Linked DNA regions of Canis lupus: region 2 is linked to region 1. The links are chromatin contacts, called in public Hi-C maps. All regions are on one chromosome and are shown on one strand. Each heading gives the region's core, a stretch centred on a gene start, on an enhancer-like site or on the middle of the called end of the contact. The rest is flanking DNA. Distances are from core to core; before and after follow the strand shown.

Region 1 (4,308 bases), core at 1,170-3,669:
CAGGCTCCATGCAGGGAGTCCCATGTGGGACTGGATCCCGGGTCTCCAGGATCATGCCCTGGGCTGAAGGCAGCACTAAATCGCTGAGCCACCAGGCTGAATACATCTTATAGGCTTTAATTCAAGTAACCTACTTCTAACTATTGAAGAGGAAATAACAAACTCCTTACTAGGCTTCAAGCTCCTCAAAGGCAATGGTTTTGTGTTATTCATAGCCCCAGAGCCTCATGATTGCAGTACTGGATGTGATTTTAGAGGTCAACTAGTTCTAATCCAACCACCTTGAATGACTAGGTAATACAACCTATCACAGTTGCATTTGTTTTTTTCATCTCTAACTGCTGTCCCATCTCACACATGATAATTTCAAATGAAGCAAACTCCAGTCTGAGTCTTTGGCAAAGTAGACTAATTGAACTGACCTAATAGCCTTTGTTGTATCCATCTGGGATCAGAAGCAAGGTGGCAAGATCAGCTCGCAGTAGTGTCCCTCTCTTCCCGCGCCCTCCCCTCCCCACTGCCACCTCCCACACCAATGTGCCCAATTCCTCACAGCTGGCTTGCTTGAAAAGAAATGAACTGGCATGACCCTCACAGGGTTCTTCTCAAGCCTGGCTCTAGAAAAACACTGACTGGTGCTATGAAAATGCACAAAGTTACCGCACTGACACTCAGATTACTTACAGGGATGAAAAATGCAGACACATCACCATCCACAAGACTAAGAACTGGCCCCGCCAGAACCGACCAGAGACCAGTATTCTCAGTCCCGGCCAGGGGGCCACGCAGGGACCTCAGAAGCAGGGTGTTTTGTCCAAAGGGGCACCAGAGCCCAAAGTCAGGAGACTGAGATTTCCTCCTAGCTCTGGGGCTTCTCTTCATCTGAAAACCCTTAGAAGCTAGCAGAGAAAAACTCTCCGTGTGGTTCTAGACCACACGGACAGGCCCTACAATGGGGTCAGAAAAATTAGCTTGGCCCCTTTCAGCTTCCTTTGGTCCATCTCTTAGCTTTCCACCAAGACGGTCAAAATGGGGCCTTTTAAAACTCTGCCCTCCAAAGAAGGTGGCTCAGGGCATACCACTTTGGCTGGTATCACAAGACTCCCAGGGCAATGCTTCACTGCTTCCTCAGCATATGCCAGTGCCCATTTTACAGGGGGGATTTATGATCCTCCTCTCAGTAGAGCGAGCCAAAGTTTTATAATATTCATTAAAAATCAGCACCACATGTAATAATATGGAATCCTGGCGGTACACAAGGGGGCCAAGTTATAGGTGTTCAGGGAAACGCAGCAGAATTTCTCGGCCTTGGCAGGGGTAAAGTTGCAGGCACCAGCACTGCACTAACACAACCTTCTTTTATTGCAAATGTTCGTTCAGTCTAAGTCCTAATTACTTTCTGTAAAATCCTCGCCACCACCAAGCTTCCTTCTGACGGGGCAGCCACACCACCGACGGCCTGAAGCAGCAACACCCAGGCAGCCTCCAGACTCAGAGGCAGGGGAGAGGCTGGAACACAGTAGGGGTTGGGGCTGGGGCCCAGAGCCAGGCTCTTCCTTTACACTTCGCAATTGCTCTCGCCCCTTCTCGAACAAGTCGTGGGGGCCTACAGGCTCGCTCAGGAGGCCCCGGGGGTGAAGCCTTCAAACGTCAGCGCAGCGGGTGGGTCGGAAGCTGCTCTTCCTTGCCCCGCCCCCACTCACGAGGGGGCCCGGTCGGCTCGGTGGGGGCCCGCGGAGCATCTTTTCCCGCCCCTCCTGGGAAACGCCGGACGACCCAGGAGCCCCAGGTCTCGGTTCCTCTGCCCGCGCTGGGGCCCTGGGCTCTGCAGCCCTCCCCACGTGCCACTGCCACCCCTACCGCCGGCAGCGCCCCCGCACCGTCGCCTTTCGGGGGGCCCTGGCGAGTCCCGAACAAGGCCGGCCCCAGCCAGGCGCTCAGGCCGGCCGGGAGCCGGGGGTCGTCCTCGGCGCGCGGCTGCACAAAGCGGGGAGCGCAGCGGCGGCCGAGGCGCGCCCCCTCCCGCGAGCCGGCCGAGCGCGCGCCCCCGCCCCCGCCCCAGCCCCCGGAGCGCCATTCGCGGAGCGGCTTACGCTAGTCGCCGGGCGTACGGCGCCCCAGCGGCCGGGGAGGTGCGCTGCCCGGCTCCCGTAAAGTTATTGTGAATGGGGAGCGGGTGACGTCAGCGCCGAATGTCAACAATGTAGCGATTGAGAGTGTGGGCGTTCCGGGGAGAGCGCGAGCCGCGCGGCGCGGAGCAAACAGCGCCGAGCCGCCGCCGCCGCCGCCGCCGCCGGAGCAGCAGCAGCAGCAGCAGCAGCAGCGACCGTGCACGCCCGGGCTGCGGCCGCAGCAGCGCGAACGTGAGCGCCCGCCGCCGCCTCGCCACCCCGCCTGCCCACTCCGCGGCCGCCCGGCCTCCCTCGACCCTTCCCCTCCCCTCCCCCTCCCCGGCACACTCGGGGGCTGGGAACCAGCTGCCATGTGATGCGCGTCCTCTCGGTGAGCTTTCGGTGACCCCCGAACCGCCCACCGCGCCGGCTCCCTCGGGGCGGGGGGGCGGCCGCAGGCTGGGAAGACGCTGGGAAGAGGAGGCGGAAAAGGACGCAAAGTTCTCGGGCGAGGTGAGTCCCCGGCGCCGGGTCCCGGGCCCCGGCGGGCGCGGCGCGGGGCGGGGCGGGGCGGCGCGGCGGGGGCAAGTGTGCGGGGGGCGCGGGGGCGCGGGGCGCGGGGCCGGCGGGGAAAGCGCGCGCGGAGGGGAGTCGCGGCCGCCGGCGCGCAGCCGCCCGCCGAGCGCGCCCTGCCCGTTTTTATGGCATTTTCTAGGAACGGGAAGGGGGTGGGAGCCGCGCCGCGCCGCGCCGCCTGTGCGCTCTCGCCGGGCTGTTTACGGCGGGCGACGCGGCATTGTATTTTGCTCGCGTCGACGGGTGTTTTGGAACAGCAGGGGGAGGAGGAGCAGAGGGTAAGAAGTCAGGCCTGGGGAGGGCGGGCTGGGGGAGGCGCGCGAGCCGGAGCCGCTGTCAGACCCTCGGCCCGGCCCCCGGCCCCCGGCCCCGGAGCCCGGCCCGGCCCGGCGGCCTCTCCCTGCCCGCGGCGTCCGCGCCCGGGGCTGCTCTGCAGGGACTGCGGCCGCCGCGCCTTCGCGCTCAGCTGTCAGGCGCCGCCGTTGGGCACCGGGACCTCCGCGACCGGCGCGGCCCCCAAGCCCAAGTTTAGGGTCCCGGGGAGAGGCAAGCCGGGGGGGGGGGCGCAGCGCGGACCGCGCGGAGCAATGGGTGGGACTCCCCGCCGGCCGGCGGCCGCGCTGTCCGACTGCGCCCCGGCGGCTCCAGCCCGGGGCTCGCCCGTCAGGCCGGGAAGCCCCGCACCTTCCTCCCCCCGAGAGCGTGCATGAAATCGGAGTGCAACGCGCACACGCCCTCTTCTTCGTCCCCACACCTGGGTCTGCAAGCTCCACCTAGAGCAGGAGTTTGCCCGGAGACGCCCCCCCGCCCCCCACGCCGGGGCGCCCCGTGGTGGCCCCGTGGCCCTCGGCCCTCGGGCGGGGGCTCGGCCGGAGAGGGCGGCGGGCGGCGCTCACGGCTACCCCGGCCGCCCGCGGAGGGGCCTCGAGTGAGCATCTGGGCCACCGCGGGCTGGCGGACGGCTTGCGGGCCCTCGAGCCGTGGGAGGAGGCGCGCCGAGCGGCTGCCTGCGAAGGGGCCGCGCCCCCTGGGCTTCGGGGCTTGGGGACGCGCGGGGTATCCCCAGCACCCTCTGGCGTGTAGGCGAGTTTGACAACTTGGGGGGAAGTTCCGGTGTAGACGCTGCCCGGATGGTTTTGTCTGTGGCCGGAGAAGGCGCGCCTCGCAAGCTCTTGCGCCGGGTCCCCGCGGTCGCTGCGAGCCGTGGCCCCGAGAAAGGGGAGGGACGAGGGCGCCCCCCCGCACCCCCCCCGCACCCCCCCCCCGCACCCCGTGCTGAGCCGCAGACGCCCCGCGGGCCCGCGGGTGGCGAGACGCGGCGGTCCTGGCGTTGCACCTTCACCGTCTGGTGCTGCAGAGGCGCTCGGTGTGCACATTGCATCTGTTGAGCCGCTTTCACTCCAAAAGGGCAATTACTTTAGAATAAAGATCCTTTTCTGCCTAGTGGGAACCTTGGCGGAGATGATGCCTAATGAGATATTTTTGCTTTTGTCTGTTTAAGAGTAAAATCAGAGATGTTAACTCTGATAACGGTTTGCTCAGATCATTAAAATGTAGCATGTAGGAAAGGCATGTCGGGCTGCGAAGCCCTGGCTGACATGAAGGGAGCTGAGCGTGAAAG
Region 2 (4,044 bases), core at 265-2,764, 160 kb before region 1:
AAGTGATCCTTTATTTAAAGATTTTATTTATTTATTCCTGAGAGAGACTCAGAGTGAGTCTGAGACATAGGCAGAGGGAGAAGCAGGTGCTTGACACGAGACTGGATCCCAGGACCCCGGGATCACGACCAGAGTCAAAGGAAGACGCTCAACCACTGAGCCACCCAAGTGTCCCTAAAAAGATAATCCTAATAAATTATGACAATAGAGGGAAGTATCGAGTGTTGATTAGCTCATTCACCTTCTCTCTTTTGATTGGCTTCATAATTTATCCTTCTTTTTGCCAATTAGAGGATCTGTCTGAGGCTGTCCCTTTCTCAGGTAGCAGAATTCACTTTGTAGCTTCTGATATCAAGTCTTGAAGCTTCAAGAATGTTATAAAAACATTTGATGGATGAATCTCTCCCTATAATGACAACAACTTTCACATAGAAGGAATATTATTCCTTAATTGACAGTCAAGTTCAACTTGGTTTTCTGGTCATGGCACCCTTGAAAAATAGAGAGGAGATCTTATTTGCACCCCATTTCTCCAGGGGGGAAACTGAGGCATGTGTCTGACCAAGTTTGCTTTGCCTCCCAGGTTCAAGAATATGAGCTCAAGGGGCGCCCAGTTAGCTCAGTCAGTAGTTCTCAGTCAGAGAACTCTTGATCTCTTGGTTGCAAGTTTAAGCCCCACATTGGGTGTAGATGTTACTTAAAAATAAAATCTTCAAAAAAAAAAAAAGAGAAGAAGAAGAATATGAGCTCAGCTCTTTTGACACTCCAACCAAGGGCTTTCCCTTGGCCTCACTCATTGTTTCCCGAGGCATTAAGGAAAAGAAAGGCATTAAACACACAGCAGGAAGGATATACTCAGCTTGCAACCAGGAGAGGAAAGGAATCCTGGAGAAAGGCTAGCAATCAGAATCTATGGAATAAGAAAGCCTCCAGCTTTTTAAATTAAAACTTGGGGGAAAATTTGACAATCGGAGGAGTTTCGTTTTGAAACTCATTTAACCCGAAAAGTCAAAACGAAACTCGAGGGGTGTGAACCCACAACAATCAAAATAAAAACAAGTTTTCACAAACCCGTTGCAAAGCTAAATATAGATTTTTCAGATAGACCCACTCACCTCCAAACTCATGACTTTAGAACTATTTCAAACATTATTTTGCAAAAGTGTCAATCAAAAGAAAAGTAGGTTTGTGTGGGAGGTGGAGTAAAGCCGGGCGTGTATGGGTGAGGAGAGTATTTCTCTATTTTGTCCTCCCTCACCAAACTGTCAAGATGTTTTTAAATACCATTTGTGGTCACCTACACTGGTAATATTTTCTAATTGTGGTCAAAAGAAGCTGACTAAAGGTTTGTGCGTTTGCTCCAAGAGGAAACTGTCAGGTGCCGGTGCCTTGATGTGCCTGCAGTCGATTTATTTCTGACCCGGTTTGCAGGTGCACTTGTAGGAGCCTCTCTGCCTTCTGACCTAAGGAAGAGCACAGTTAAAATGGGGAACCAAAGGCCTCCAGCTGCAGCGTACATTTCTGCTTACTCTACCTCTGTGCCTAGGAGGAAGAGGGAGGGGACTTGCAGGTTGGCCCGGAGTCACCTGTGGCCTAAGGGTTACCCCCGGAAAGATAGCCTCTCAGGCTCCTCCACGTGTGGTGAGGGCTTTGAACCAGGAGGTTTGAACTGCTGAGCAATTTCTAATTAAGACGTGAACACCGGAGTGTCAGCTGGAGCTTTAGGCTTTTATTTGTGGTGGGCTGTTTTCCTGCCACGGTTGTTGTGGTTTACCGTCTACCTGAGTGTTCAAAACTGCTTTGCAGAATCCAGTGGCTTTGCTTCAGATTTGGTACCTCTCGTGCCTCACCCAGCCTTGGCCCCAGTGACACGGCCTGCCGCGCTCCTCCTTCCTAGGCCAGGCTGTGCTCCCAGGGGAGAAGAATCACCTAGGGAACAGGCACTGACATTCTCAGACCTTCAGCGTGGTGTGTATTTCCAGGAATGATAATTTAGGGAAAACTAAGGTTTCCAGACTGCTGTGCCAAAGATGATTTCCTAAAATGGACAAGGGAAGTCAATCATAAGACCATGTGGTCCAAGAAAGGAATTATTAAATCAAAAGCCTTAGAATTTTGTGACCTCTGCCTATGAAGTTATGCTAAGGAAATCATCATAAACATGTGAAAATTTTACAAAAATAAAGTCACAAGGATATTTATTAGGAGCTGATCATAACAAAAAACTGGAAAAGATCTAAATAGCAAATAGGCTATTGATTGAATAAATAATGTTATAATCACATTATTGCCATAACCAATAGTTAGAATTCATTCAATGCTTACTATGTGCTAGATAATACTGCTAATTGGTTCACGTGTATTGTTACATTTAAAACACCCAGGAACTTACGCGAAGGAAGGTAAAAGCCCTTATCCATGAACATAGCGCCCATGGTATCATGAAATAAATAGCGCCCCCCTGTAATTCATGTCCACTCTGAACCTCAGAATGTGACCTTATTTAGAAACAGAGTTTTGTTTTTTTTATTTATTTATTTATTTATTTATTTATTTATTTATTTATTTAGAAACAGGGTTTTTGAAGAGGTGATTAATTAGGGATCTCAAGATGAAGTCATTCTGGGTTCAATGACTGGTATCCTTATATGAGAAGGGAGAGAGCAGTCTGAGACACCTAGGGACACCAGAGGGTAGAAGTCTACGTGAGGATGGAGGCAGAGATTGGAGTTACTTGGAGCCAGGGAATCCCAGGGGTTACTTGGCAGCTGCCAGAAGGTAGAGGAGAGAGGTATATGCAACAGGTAGATTCTCACTCGGAGCTCCCGAAGGAACCAGCCCTGCAGACACTTTGGTTTTAGGCTTCTGGACTCCTGAACAATGAGACAATACATTTCTGTTGTTTTAAGCCACCCGGTTTGTGGTCATTTGTTACGGCAGCCACAGGAAGTGAATACAGATAGTGAGTAGTACACAAGGGGTTGGGACCCAGACTGACTCCAGGACCAGAGCTCTCCCGCTGTGCTACAGAGCCTCCTCTAAAAGCAGGGCTTAGAACTGTATACATAATGTCACATTTGTGTAAGAAATTTGAATATATGCATAGAAAAGAACTGGAAGCATATACAGCAAAATGCTTATTTCTGGGTAGAAAGAATCCAGATGGATTTTAATTTCCTTCTTTTTGCTTATCTGCTTTTTCTTTTTTCAGCATTGAAGTGCAATACTTTTCAGAGTAAGATACACACTGAAGTATGTAGGAGTAAAGGGGCTTCATGTTGCAACTTACTCTCAAATGGTGCAGACGAAAACTAATAAATATGTATAGTGCAGAGAGAAAATGATAGAGCAAATGTGGGAACTTGGTAACCATTGGAGAATCTGGGTAAAGGGTATATAGGAATTCTTTGCACTATTCTTGCAACTTTTCAGAAATTCTGAAATTATTTCAAAATTTAAAACTTACCCCTCCCCCCACAAAGAGGAGTCCTAAGATGGAAGATCCTCAAAGTTGAAACAGAAGAAACTTTATATACATGAATGCCAAGACACTGCCAACTTGAATATTCTAAGAATCAGAAAAGTTTGAGGAATAAAAGCAAGTATATACGTTACAGCAAAGATGACTCTCAAAGGAAAAACAAATGCAAAGAGACAGAGACAGAGAAAGAAGGGACAGAAGAAAATAATACCAAAAAGAGGTCCCTGGTGAATGGGCCCTACAGGCCCCTCACTGTAGGGCAAGAACACAGCTGTCCAGTGCCATTTTTTGCACACACTTGACACCGAGTGGTTTCGGGCTAGACTGATAAGCCGTTGAAAGAGGAGGATTCCGGTGACCCACAGGGAAGGAGTGAGACCCACTCCTTTATAGTCCCATCAAGTTCTGTGGCAACCTGAAGGCACTGGTTTCTCATTCCCCAGGGGTGCATGTTAATGATAACCATACAGATTACATTTTTAAAATAATTTGGATAGACAAGCTAGAAAAGGATTTCATAGCCTTTTGAAAATGTGAAATTATTACCAGGCCACTTGATATTT

Evidence for each region. Hi-C and Micro-C count contacts between places; a contact is called where the count stands out from the background.
Region 2: a contact with region 1 is called in a Hi-C map of blood, with 4 times the contacts expected there. The contact joins the enhancer-like site here to the promoter of BACH2 in region 1. A contact is called at or near these places in 4 of 9 Hi-C or Micro-C datasets (amygdala, blood and skin fibroblasts).

Annotation. Positions count from the first base shown.
Region 1 is chr12:49,675,722-49,680,029 of UU_Cfam_GSD_1.0, reverse strand. BACH2 (transcription regulator protein BACH2) reads left to right here and starts at 2,419. Exons shown (of 7, transcript XM_038554737.1): 1 at 2,419-2,624.
Region 2 is chr12:49,834,056-49,838,099 of UU_Cfam_GSD_1.0, reverse strand. No RefSeq gene overlaps it. Among named protein-coding and RNA genes, the nearest start is that of MAP3K7, 120 kb to the left of the region's middle. Within about 2 kb of position 1,514, at least 2 of the 20 cell types and tissues checked have an H3K27ac peak or open chromatin away from gene starts, as enhancers often do. A contact at or near this core is called in blood, where this site is marked.